3 separate regions of the Mus musculus genome follow, and all the other regions are linked to region 1. A link is a contact called in public Hi-C and promoter capture Hi-C data. All regions are on one chromosome and are shown on one strand. Each heading gives the region's core, a stretch centred on a gene start, on an enhancer-like site or on the middle of the called end of the contact. The rest is flanking DNA. Distances are from core to core; before and after follow the strand shown.

What was found. Hi-C and Micro-C count contacts between places; a contact is called where the count stands out from the background. Capture Hi-C pulls out chosen DNA fragments and counts their contacts.
Region 2: a contact with region 1 is called in a promoter capture Hi-C map of liver. The contact joins the promoter of 1700052I22Rik here to the promoter of Smoc1 in region 1. A contact is called at or near these places in 1 of 484 Hi-C or Micro-C datasets (liver), 2 of 115 datasets of contacts at active chromatin or transcription factors (both in embryonic stem cells) and 1 of 9 other capture datasets (liver).
Region 3: a Hi-C map of uterus shows a contact between it and region 1, with 8 times the contacts expected there. The contact joins the enhancer-like site here to the promoter of Smoc1 in region 1. A contact is called at or near these places in 5 of 39 promoter capture datasets (the HPC-7 cell line, epiblast stem cells, liver and 1 more), 17 of 484 Hi-C or Micro-C datasets (the HPC-7 cell line, beige adipocytes, brown adipocytes and 4 more), 10 of 115 datasets of contacts at active chromatin or transcription factors (the 230-238 cell line, the NIH/3T3 cell line, bone marrow-derived macrophages and 7 more) and 3 of 9 other capture datasets (adipose tissue, liver and pancreatic islet).

What each region holds. Positions count from the first base shown.
Region 1 is chr12:81,025,319-81,028,697 of GRCm38.p6, reverse strand. It overlaps Smoc1 (SPARC related modular calcium binding 1), which reads right to left and starts at 1,890. Exons shown (of 13, transcript NM_022316.2): 1 at 1,540-1,890. The coding sequence starts at 1,635.
Region 2 is chr12:80,922,892-80,926,270 of GRCm38.p6, reverse strand. 1700052I22Rik (RIKEN cDNA 1700052I22 gene) reads left to right here and starts at 1,824. Exons shown (of 2, transcript NR_033786.1): 1 at 1,824-2,043; 2 at 2,683-2,839.
Region 3 is chr12:81,103,117-81,106,495 of GRCm38.p6, reverse strand. It overlaps Smoc1 (SPARC related modular calcium binding 1), which reads right to left. Exons shown (of 13, transcript NM_022316.2): 2 at 1,724-1,889; 3 at 485-597. It also overlaps the pseudogene Gm18031. Among named protein-coding and RNA genes, the nearest start is that of Mir3067, 61 kb to the left of the region's middle. Within about 2 kb of position 1,780, at least 11 of the 459 cell types and tissues checked have an H3K27ac peak or open chromatin away from gene starts, as enhancers often do. A contact at or near this core is called in uterus, where this site is marked.

The DNA of each region.
Region 1 (3,379 bases), core at 641-3,140:
CATCCAGATTGCAGTCGGGGTGCTCTGGTCTGCATCTTTGTCTTGACTGTTCCTAATTATTGGAGGGAACACCATGGCTCTCTCTTGCCTGACCTCAGAATTTAAGAGCTTCGAGTCCCCATATCAAACCATCAGCTTCATTTAAAAGGCATCCTCATCTGCATCCATAAAACCGCTCCTGGAGCCCCAACTTGCCCTAGCTTTGGGAATGCTGTCGAGGATTTATGACACACCCTGGATCTAATCTGCCGCCTTTAGCCGCTGCTGTTGCACATCTGGGCCATAAAAGCACGGGCCGGCCCGACACGGGGACAAACACTTTTCTTTCCTAAGTGGCTGCAAATCTGATCTCCCAGTGATAGGTGGGCTCGGATGTGAGCAGCTCAGCATCTGGGTAGCCATTAAGTTAAGTCAGGTTTTGCAAAGCTTTTCCTCCATACACTGCAGCTATAAAGATGATTCCCGGGTAGCAAAGGCCAGGAATAAAGAAGCTGCTATGGGAACAGGTGGTAATGGGGCTAGCCATCCAGGAAATGGGGCCAGAGGATATCCAGGGAAGAAAGCACAATTTGGTGGAGAAGCCAACTTCATTTGCTCAGAAGTCAAATCCTTGCTATTTTCCCAGAGAGATTCTCGCAGAATGGGAGCGGGCAAGCTGCTACCCAGAGGTCCGGCTTCTGATCTTACTGACCCTGATCCTTGCCCAGAGACTGCCTCCCTTACGTGTTGCCAAAGGAACCTCTAGGTGGTTTAACAAATACATTTTTAAGGCAGTGAAATTCTTTATTAGACCATTAGGAGGGAGCAGGGAGAACAATAATCTAGACCAGAAATGAGCACGGTGCTGCTGGTTCCCGTTTTTTTTACAATGCCCTGGACAACCCGTCCTGTGCACAGAATTGGCACATTTCGTGTGGTTCAGAAACTCCAATCAGATCAAGGTTCAACCGATCCAACCCAGGGGAGAAGTTCTTCCGAACTTCTCCACGGCTCCCTACCCCTGCCACTCCTCCAGGGCCAGGCCAGCAGGAGGGGGGCATTAAAATTATCTGCTGTGGGTTTTACGAGCAGCGATTGCTTTTTAAAACAACAACAACACAAGGTCCTTGTGTGGCTCGCGGGTAACCTAAAACTCTCTAGGCAGAGTGCCCCCCCCCGCCCCTTCTACACACACACACACACACACACACACACCCTCTGCCTGCCAAGAAAGCCAGCTCGAGGGACTGGTGCAGCGACAACATAGGGAAACTCTGCTCCAGCCAAGGCCGAGATCCCACCGACCTAGGAGGCCCAGGAGAAAAACCTCAGGAGAAGTTCGAGAAAGAAAACCCACCGGTGACAGGTCGTGGGGAGTCAGTGCTACAAGAAAAGGCGGGGAAGGAGGGGGGCAATGAAATTTTATTTCAGCAACTTCTCCAAGAGGCCTGCAAGGGACTAGACGGTAAAGTCGAGGACAAGGTCTGACACCTCCCTTCCCCCTCCTGTAGATGAGCGGCCAAGCGCAGGTGGGCGCGCGCAGCTGGGAGACGCACTTACCCTGGGGCCGGTGGTGCGGTGGCCGCCGGCCGGGGACAGCTGCACCAACACGAGCAGCAAGTGGGGCGTGAGCAGACGGACGCGCGCGGGCAGCATGGTGCCAGCGGAGCCGGGCAGCCACGAGCGGGCAGCGGGCAGGGGGGCTCAGGCTAGCTTCAAAGCACTTGGGGAGGTGGGGACCCTTGCAGCAGCTGGGAGTGGCCGAAGAGCCAGCGGCAGGGGCTGGAGGAGCCTGCGCCCGGGGTCACGGTCATGAACGGCGGAGGCCCGGAGCTGGAGTGCGAGCGTGTGCTCTGCGCGTGGCGCCTGCTGCGCTCGGCGTGGCCGCGGCGACAGCAGGTTGGATGCGGGAGCTCGGGCCATGGGAATTCCCGTTATAAACCCCGGGAGGGGAGGGGCGGGGCCCGGAGAGGCTGACTGACGGGTCGAGAGGCCTGTAGCAGCCGACCCTCCGGCAGGTGGAAGCCAATGGGAGAGAGATGAGAGGGGCGGTTCGTGGTCAGTACCCCACCCCACCCCCACCCCCACCCCCACCCCCACCCCCACCCCCCACCCCCCCAGGAGCTACACTGGCTTCCCGGCCACAGTGGGCTCCAGCAGAGGCTGGGATAAAGAGTAACTTTTTCTCAGCAAGTCCTCGCTGGGAACCTCCGCGCGCTCCAGCAGCCTCAGTCCCTCCTGAATGGTCACCTGGATAGTAAAGAAGCCTTACACACTTATCGTGTGTTAGTTCTTAGGCTTGAGTTGTCGCAACAGCTCCATGAAGCAGGCAGGGAAAATAGCTCCAAATGACCCAAAGTCCTTGAGAAATGTTTCCCGGAGGCCGCAAAATCAAGGGCAACCTGGGGAACCACCAGGTGCGGCCCACAGAGTGAGCTGCGACCTACGGGAAGAGGTATTCATTTATTTCAAAAAGAAAAAAAAAATCTCCTTACGGGTGACACCCAAGTTCCACAGCGGCTGCCTGAGATAATTCTGACGGAGGCGAACCGAAGCAGCCTAAGGTGGGTCCCCCGAGGGTCCAGTAAACTACCCCTATGGCCCTATGGTCCATGTGACCTGCGGTCAGAACCCGGGCATCTTGGCTAATCAGTCTGAACTTAAAGAACACAGGAGCAGCTTCTCTGTGGCCTAACAACGCTGGGGCGGAGGCCGGGGAGGAGAGGGCAGTCCCAGGAATCCTGGTCCCATATTGGGAGGAGGAAAGTTATGAATGGAGGAGATGGAGGAGTGTTCTGTGAGCACAGATATCCTAGAGACCTCCAAGGAGCAATTTCCTGGGAGCCCAAGCCTGGATTGTATAGGTCAGCTCTAAGCAGGCCTATCAGGTGCTAGAGCTCTTTCCATAGTGGTCCAAGAGGCCACCCTGAAAATGGTAACAGCTACATCGCATCACACACACTCACTTCAACCCAACAAAGTGTCTGCTGCCTTCCCCGCAAGAGACCCGTGATTATCTCCAAAAGTGGAACACAACTCTTCGTGCTTGATTTCCACCGGTCCAGGCCCGTCCCTTCGTGAAGAAAGATCCATTTCTCTAACCAGATTGAAATAAAGCCCAGGTTTCACAGCTCCCTGACTGCCCTGAGAGGTCCTGACAAAGATTAGCTCTGCTCCCTTCCAGCTTCTCTTCTCGATTATAAGAGCAAGCTAACCCTAACCCCCATCTGGCTGCATACAGACAGCCTTCACCCTACAGCCAGCCAGTCTTCCTGAACAACAAACCAGAATGCACCACTCTCTGTTCAAGGGGCTTTGCACCTCCCCCATCAGCCTCAGACGGGAATGTCCAGGCAAGAATAAAGGGTTCTTCAAACTAAAATGAAGCACATTTCTAAAA
Region 2 (3,379 bases), core at 575-3,074, 100 kb after region 1:
TCAGGCTGGAACTCCAGGGAGCAAGGACACCTCTTAATGAAGTGTCATTAGGGACAAGGACAGTGTTGTAGTTACGTTTTTTCCAGGAAACCTTACTTAGTTCAGGAGACAGGGGCACGGTGTGCGGCTGGCTGGAAAGGATTACTTTCAAGGGCAAGAGGTTATAAGGCCTTGGCTGCAGTCCAGTTGGAGAACCCAACTATTATGGTCACAGTTCACCATGCCTGAATAGCTCTCCAAACTCCGTGCAAAATGGAGTACTCCCATTCTCAGTAGGGCTTCCCTTTATTTGCCTAATTTTACTTGGAAAGCGTCTCTGAGCACAGGCGCCTGGCCTTATTTGGGCCAAGACTCTGCACAGAGCCTCCTGCAAGCGGGGCCTGATTCTGCACTTAAGTCCTGCTCAGCCCTTCCCTTCTTCTGAAGAACCCTGCTTGGTGCTTCCACTCCCTTAGCCCTGTGTGCTGGTATCCAACAACCCCCCGAGGAAAGGGAGACCCACACAGTCCCTTAAGAACGCTGTTCTAGGTTCTGTTAGAAAGGGCAAGTCTGGGGCTGGAGAGATGGCTCAGTGGTTAAGAGCACTGACTGCTCTTCCAGAGGTCCTGAGTTCAATTCCCAGGAACCACATGGTGGCTCACAACCATCTGTAATAGAATCTGACGCCCTCTTCTGGTGTGTCTGAAGACAGCTACAATGTGCTCATATAAATAAATAAATAAATAAATAGATAAAAACAAAACTTTAAAAAAAAAAAAAAAGAAAGGGTAAGTCTGGAGGTAAAGATGATTGAATCGGCCGGGCGTGGTGGCGCACGCCTTTAATCCCAGCACTTGGGAGGCAGAGGCAGGTGGATTTCTGACTTTGAGGCCAGCCTGGTCTACAAAGTGAGTTCAAGGACAGCCAGGGCTACACAGAGAAACCTGTCTCTCGAAAAAAAAAAAGATGATTGAATCGATACAAGCATTTGCCACCAAACATGACCTGGATTCCATTCCTGGAGCCCATGTGATTGATAGGAGAAAAGTGGCTGGAGAGACGCTAAGCCATCTCTTCAGCCATCCCCTTACCAAAAGGATGGATCTTATTTTAGTCAAATAACAATTGGATCACACAGCATTCAAGAACAGTTAAATAATAAGTTAATCAGATATTAAAGCTGAGCAAGGGTGTCAAACACCTTTAATCTCAGCACTTGGGAGGCTCAGACAGGTTGATCTCTGTGAATTCGAGGCCAATCTGCCTACAGAGTGAGTTCCAGGACAGCCAGTGCTATACAGAATAAGCCTGTCTCAACCCTACCTCCCCTCCAAAAGGAAAGATTGGTCTTTAAACATTAATAACCAATGATGTCACTCTTGACTGTGACCTTTCTAGTATAAAACCACAGTCAGGGACTAGAGAGATGGCTTAGCAGGTAAAAGCATTTCCTTCTCTTTCAGAGGAACAGAGTTCAAGTCCCAGGATTCATGCTGGAAGTCACAACCAGGAGTAACTTCAGCTCCAGGGGACCCAACATCCTTCTGACCTCCTCAGAAACCTGCACACATCTGACGGACTCTCTCTCTCTCTCTCTCTCTCTCTCTCTCTCTCTCTCTGTGTGTGTGTGCGTGTCTGTCTGTCTGTCTCTCTCTCTCTCTCTGTCTGTCTCTCTCTCTCTCCCCTTCCACACAGAGTAAATAAAAATAACACTACTTTAAAAATAAAAACCATATGCATGCTCAGTGGCCACCAATCTATTCAGGCCAGCTTCCGGAACTTTGAGCTGTGTGAAGGAACCACTGTGAACTCTTTGTATTGTTGTCGTCAGCCTCTGTAGAGCTGTGGGGGAATCTCAGCAAGGGTTGGAGAACCAGTTCCACCTTGGCACAGTGCCAAAAGGAAGGCTTTGAGCAAGTCACCAGCACTAGGACCTTCTCATGAGCTTGCAGAGGAGCTGAGCTCTTGGCTAATGGGGGAAGGTCAATCTTGTGAACAGCAGGCTGTGCTGAGTATCAAATCACAAAAATCAGACCACTTGACTCCTAATATGAACAACGGATGGTAGGTCAGGGGCCTGGAGTCATGAACCCAATGACTGGCCCCTGTATTATCTTTAGATTAATATTACTTCTCCAGGCTCCTGGTGAGCATTTCTTCCCTTTTGTTTCCTGGGTTGCAGTCACTTAAAAGCGGGACCGTTTTCTAGGCCACATTGGGTCACTTAAATGAAAGCACTGTGGAGCCTTCTTGATCTAACCGTTTTTATTGTCGGGTTGTCTCTCCTGGTCTCTTCATTGTTTTCCATGGCCAAGCTGTTTAAGCTGCAAGGAGCCAAGCAAATTCTATGTCAAATACTGGACCGTGGCCATTTGCCTCCCCCCACCCCCCTGCCACTTACGCGTACCTCATCCATAAAGCCCCACCCCCACCAGGTTCTGCCTTGGGAGTCCAGGACATGGGGACACCTGCAGCCCCACCCTCCTTTACACCTGAGGAAACAAAGTAGATTTCAATGTCCTCCCTAGACCTGTCTGGCAAGACAAGATTTTTGTCAGGTCCTGCCAGCTCAGGGACTTTCTGATTAGAGAGTTGCCAAGGTGCTTTTCTTGCTTCAAAGGCAATGCAGTGATCCCGAGATTCCCACAACAAACACATAGCTGTTGTGAGCGTTTACTTTGTTTCCATTTATCTGTTACATAGGGACTTCTCAGAGGAAAAGGTGAAGTCAAACAGATCAGCAAGACAGATCCAAACTACCAGACGCTGACATCACCTCTAATGTTCTGCAGTTTTCTCAGACCCCTCTTCTACCTAATACTCACTTATCAAAGTCAACATTAAAACCACCTGATGACAATATTGTGACCCCCATCTCAGTCATTTTTATCGTGATACCTTAAAGGGACCAGCACATTTCTGAATCCAGATGGCTAGTGTTATTGAAGCCTTGCTTACTTTTTTTTTTTTTTTTTTTTTTTTTTGTCTGTAGCGTTTAAACGCCGGAATCACGACACTGAGGCTTAGCTTGGTGGTTCCACCTGTAGTCCTGGCACTCAAAGATCTGAGAGGGATGAGGCAGTATCAAGGCTATTCTGGACTATGGGAGTGAAACCCTGTCTTTGTTAGGTCTCAAAGAAACCCGGGAGAAGGCTCTTGCAGTACCTGTGGCTCCTCCCAGCGCTCTTCACCCCACCCTCTACCCTAAACCTGCCTCCCCCGCCTGCACCTCCCCCATCCCTGCAGCGGCTGATTTTCCGCTTCCCGCTTCCCTTCCTCCAATCCCATCCCTGTATAGCCCATTTTAGCTATGCTGCGCTCTTTCCCTCTTGGTCTGGTTGCCTTTCTTGGTGTGTGGCTCCTCTTCTTGGCATGTCTTCTAGGCTCTGCCCCACAGTTA
Region 3 (3,379 bases), core at 531-3,030, 78 kb before region 1:
CAGGGTATTTAAAATCTTAGCCGTGCCCATCTGCATGTGCACGTGTACACACACAGTCCAGAAGCTATGGTGAGCTCGGTGCTCAAAAAGGGTGCCTCTTCATTCAAGGAGGTACATGGCGAGGGGTTGTGGAGGGGTAGCAATAAACAGAGAAGGGAATACTGAGGTTGCCTGTGGAAACTGGCAGGGACGAGCGAAAATAATCAGCCCACATTTGACAGAAGAGACAGCCAGTAGGGAGGACCAGGACCCGGCCATGCCAGTTTCCTGGCTCAGACTCCATGCATCTTGTCAGGGCCCACTGCCAGTTGGCAGGGAGTGGCATAGAGGGCCCAGAAGGGGAAAGGCAGTGCAGAGGGGATAAAGAGACACTCACCCAGCCATTTCCCACAAAATGAAGGTGCCAAATGACCCTGGTGCTCTCTGGACACCTCCCTTCTGCCTCAGCCCAGCGAGCGCCCCAGAAGCCCACGTGAAACCTCACCTGTGTGAAGGAACCATCCTCGCCACACTCTGGGACAAACACAGCCTCCTGAGGCTTCTTGGCCTGTTCCAAGGCCTGAGCCCTCTCCAGGCGACACTTGCTCTGGCCAGCATCTAAACAGGGGGAGGAGTACATTGTATATTTCCCTTGGGTTCCACACAGAAGCCAGGGACCAAAATGGCTGCCCCATGGCAGGAATGCTGAGAAAAGCCCTGTACCTGGCTGGGGCAAGGCAGCATGCCACCTGCATGTTCAGTGGGAAGAGTGTGGTGCCCATGTCCACAGACACCTGCTGGAGCTACCTTCCTCTTAACGCTTAGGGAAGTAGAGGAGAAGCCTATTAGCCCAGGCTCTCCTTTTCTTTCTCCTAAATGTCCCTTTACTCATGGGATGGGGAAAGTGAGTCCCATTCCCATTAACTTCTCCAAGCTTTACTAAAACTAATAAATCCAGGAACTGCAAGGAGAGCGTGATGGTGCATATCTTTAATGTCAGGACTAAGGAAGGCTCTGATGGCAGGCCTGTCATCAGCCTGGGCAACATAGCAATGCTAGCGCTTTCTTGAGAAAATCAAATGTCTGTGGTAGCCCGCTGGCTTCCTGCACTTCCTATGATCGCTCCAGACCACAAGGTCAAAACTCTACGGGACTCGGGAAAGCAGCACAGACAGTGACTGAGGGGCTGCACACGCAGTGCTCTGAAGTCAGGAGGAAGGTTGGAAGTAGAGCAGAAAGCAAGCTCCTTGTAGTGGCTGGAACTCCTCAGCGCTGACTGTGTGCGCTGTCTTGCACTGACAAACCTGACAGTGCCAGACCTGCCAATTTTGGAAGAGAGAAACAAAAGGCCAGATTTGTTATTGTTGAATCTCCCAGTTTTTAAATGTTATCTCAAATACTTTGCGCGCTTTAAAGCAGGTCAAACAAAACACTTCTGTGAACCAACAGTTTGGAATCCCTATCCCGGGGCCAGCAGTAATGTACTGTGTCTCTGTTTTGAGAAAAAAAAAACAAAACACCACAAGCATACAAGACACTGCCCCTCAGCCCCTCGCTCCTCACTGGTGGCAGTGTCTGAAGATCAGGGAAGTGTTCCTTACCATTCTTCCTTCCCTCACACCCTGATGGGAGGCGGAGAGAGACAGAAGAGCAGAAGAGCAAAGGCATTCAAGCCCCAGTGATGATTTCACCTTGTGGCGCTGTAGTCCCAGCAGCCTCTGCCCGCCTGAGCGTACACACTCACCTTTGCATCGACCTCGATGGACCACGGCCAGGGCTGGGTCTCGGCACTTGGCTCTCTGGTACTCACACATGGACTCGTAGGACCTGCCGTCAGAGGCGCAGATGGGCTTGGGCTGAGTCCTGGGACAGTGTGGGTTGCACGGAGGGTCACGGTCACTTATTAGGAACTACGTTGGGAAGGAAGAAAAAAAGTGAAATAACACAGAGGTTATTTTTGCAAGAAAAATAGGGAGAGACCCATGACTTATAGTCTTGGCTTCCCCTTAGTTAGTAAATCTCAAATAGATCTGAAGTTATAAAACCCTAGAGATGAGGGAGCCTGATAGATGTTTAACCAAGGAAGGCCTCCCGTATGCATCCCAAAGATAGTAAGGTCCTGTTAACTGACCACAAGATGCTCCAAATGTAGGATCCTGTCAATCTCCACAACCACCCTGTGAGACGGAACCCCTGACGGGACCACTGTCACACTGTGTGGCGTGAGGATCTCCTCACAGCCTAAATCCATGGGGAGAAAATCAAAGCTTTAACCTGAAAACCATGCACCCTCTCTCCACACACGGATGGCTACCACAACTGCTGCTTACAAATGCTCAACTCCAGAAAAAAACAGTCTCTAAGTTCTGTGGGGGAAGTTTTATGTAATAGGTAATATCATTGAACCCCAAACCTATCGCCAAATCAATAGCATTAAACCCCAAATCTATCTGTTCTGCCCATTGCTCTCTAGCAAAATACAAGCTGAGTGAGTAAGAAAATTTTTTCCTGTGTTCCAAACGTGTGGTGATAATAATCAGCGTGGGAAACAATAAGTCAAGCAGAATCCTTTAGGACCAGAATTCTCAGACACCTTCAATAAACCCTCATGCACTGCGACCCTCCAAGTCGACCTCAGCATACCAGTGTCAGCCCTGGATCCCTGATTAAAACCCTTGAAAGGTGTCCAGCTGCCATTAGGACAGGTCAAGGGTGTTCCAGGATGGCCGTATGTGACCCTGGGCCTCAGTGACGGCATTTCTGTGCCGCTTGTTTACCACTGCCTCTGCCCATCTAGCCATTTGAAGTGTTTCTCCACCATCTGCTCTCAGCCTGCTCTGGGTTTGGGCTGCCACCATCTTTTTCAGGAGGCTTCCCCAACTCTCACAGGTAAGGACAGTGCCCATCCCAATCTCTCACAACTCTGGCTTCCTCTCAAGATATTTTTTTTCTTCTCTTTTCTTTTCTCTTTCTTTTCTTTATCTTTATTTTTCTTTATTTTTTTTTCAGAACACTTTTATTACACACGCTATGAATGACAGTTTATTTGCCTGTCTGGACTTAGATCTTCCACAGATAGAACTCCAGCCCCTTGCCTTCAAGCACATAGCCGTCTGCTCTGCCACACTGACCCGGTCTGAGGCAACACAGGTGAGAAGCTTGCCCTGCTGGAACTGCTCCTCCAGAAGAGCTGATTCTTCTTTCCTTTCGTCGTTGTATTTCTTTTTAATTGTCCTTGATAGTTTTTTTGTTTAAAATCTCTTCCTCCTCAGGAGTCAGCTTGGCCCCCTTCTTGTGGCCCAGGGGCAGTGCATAGTGGGACCCGTACCACTATCAGTACGATGCGCTGTCAATAGGCACAATGCCATTCTTCACCTGGGTCTTGGTGCGGACAAGCTCA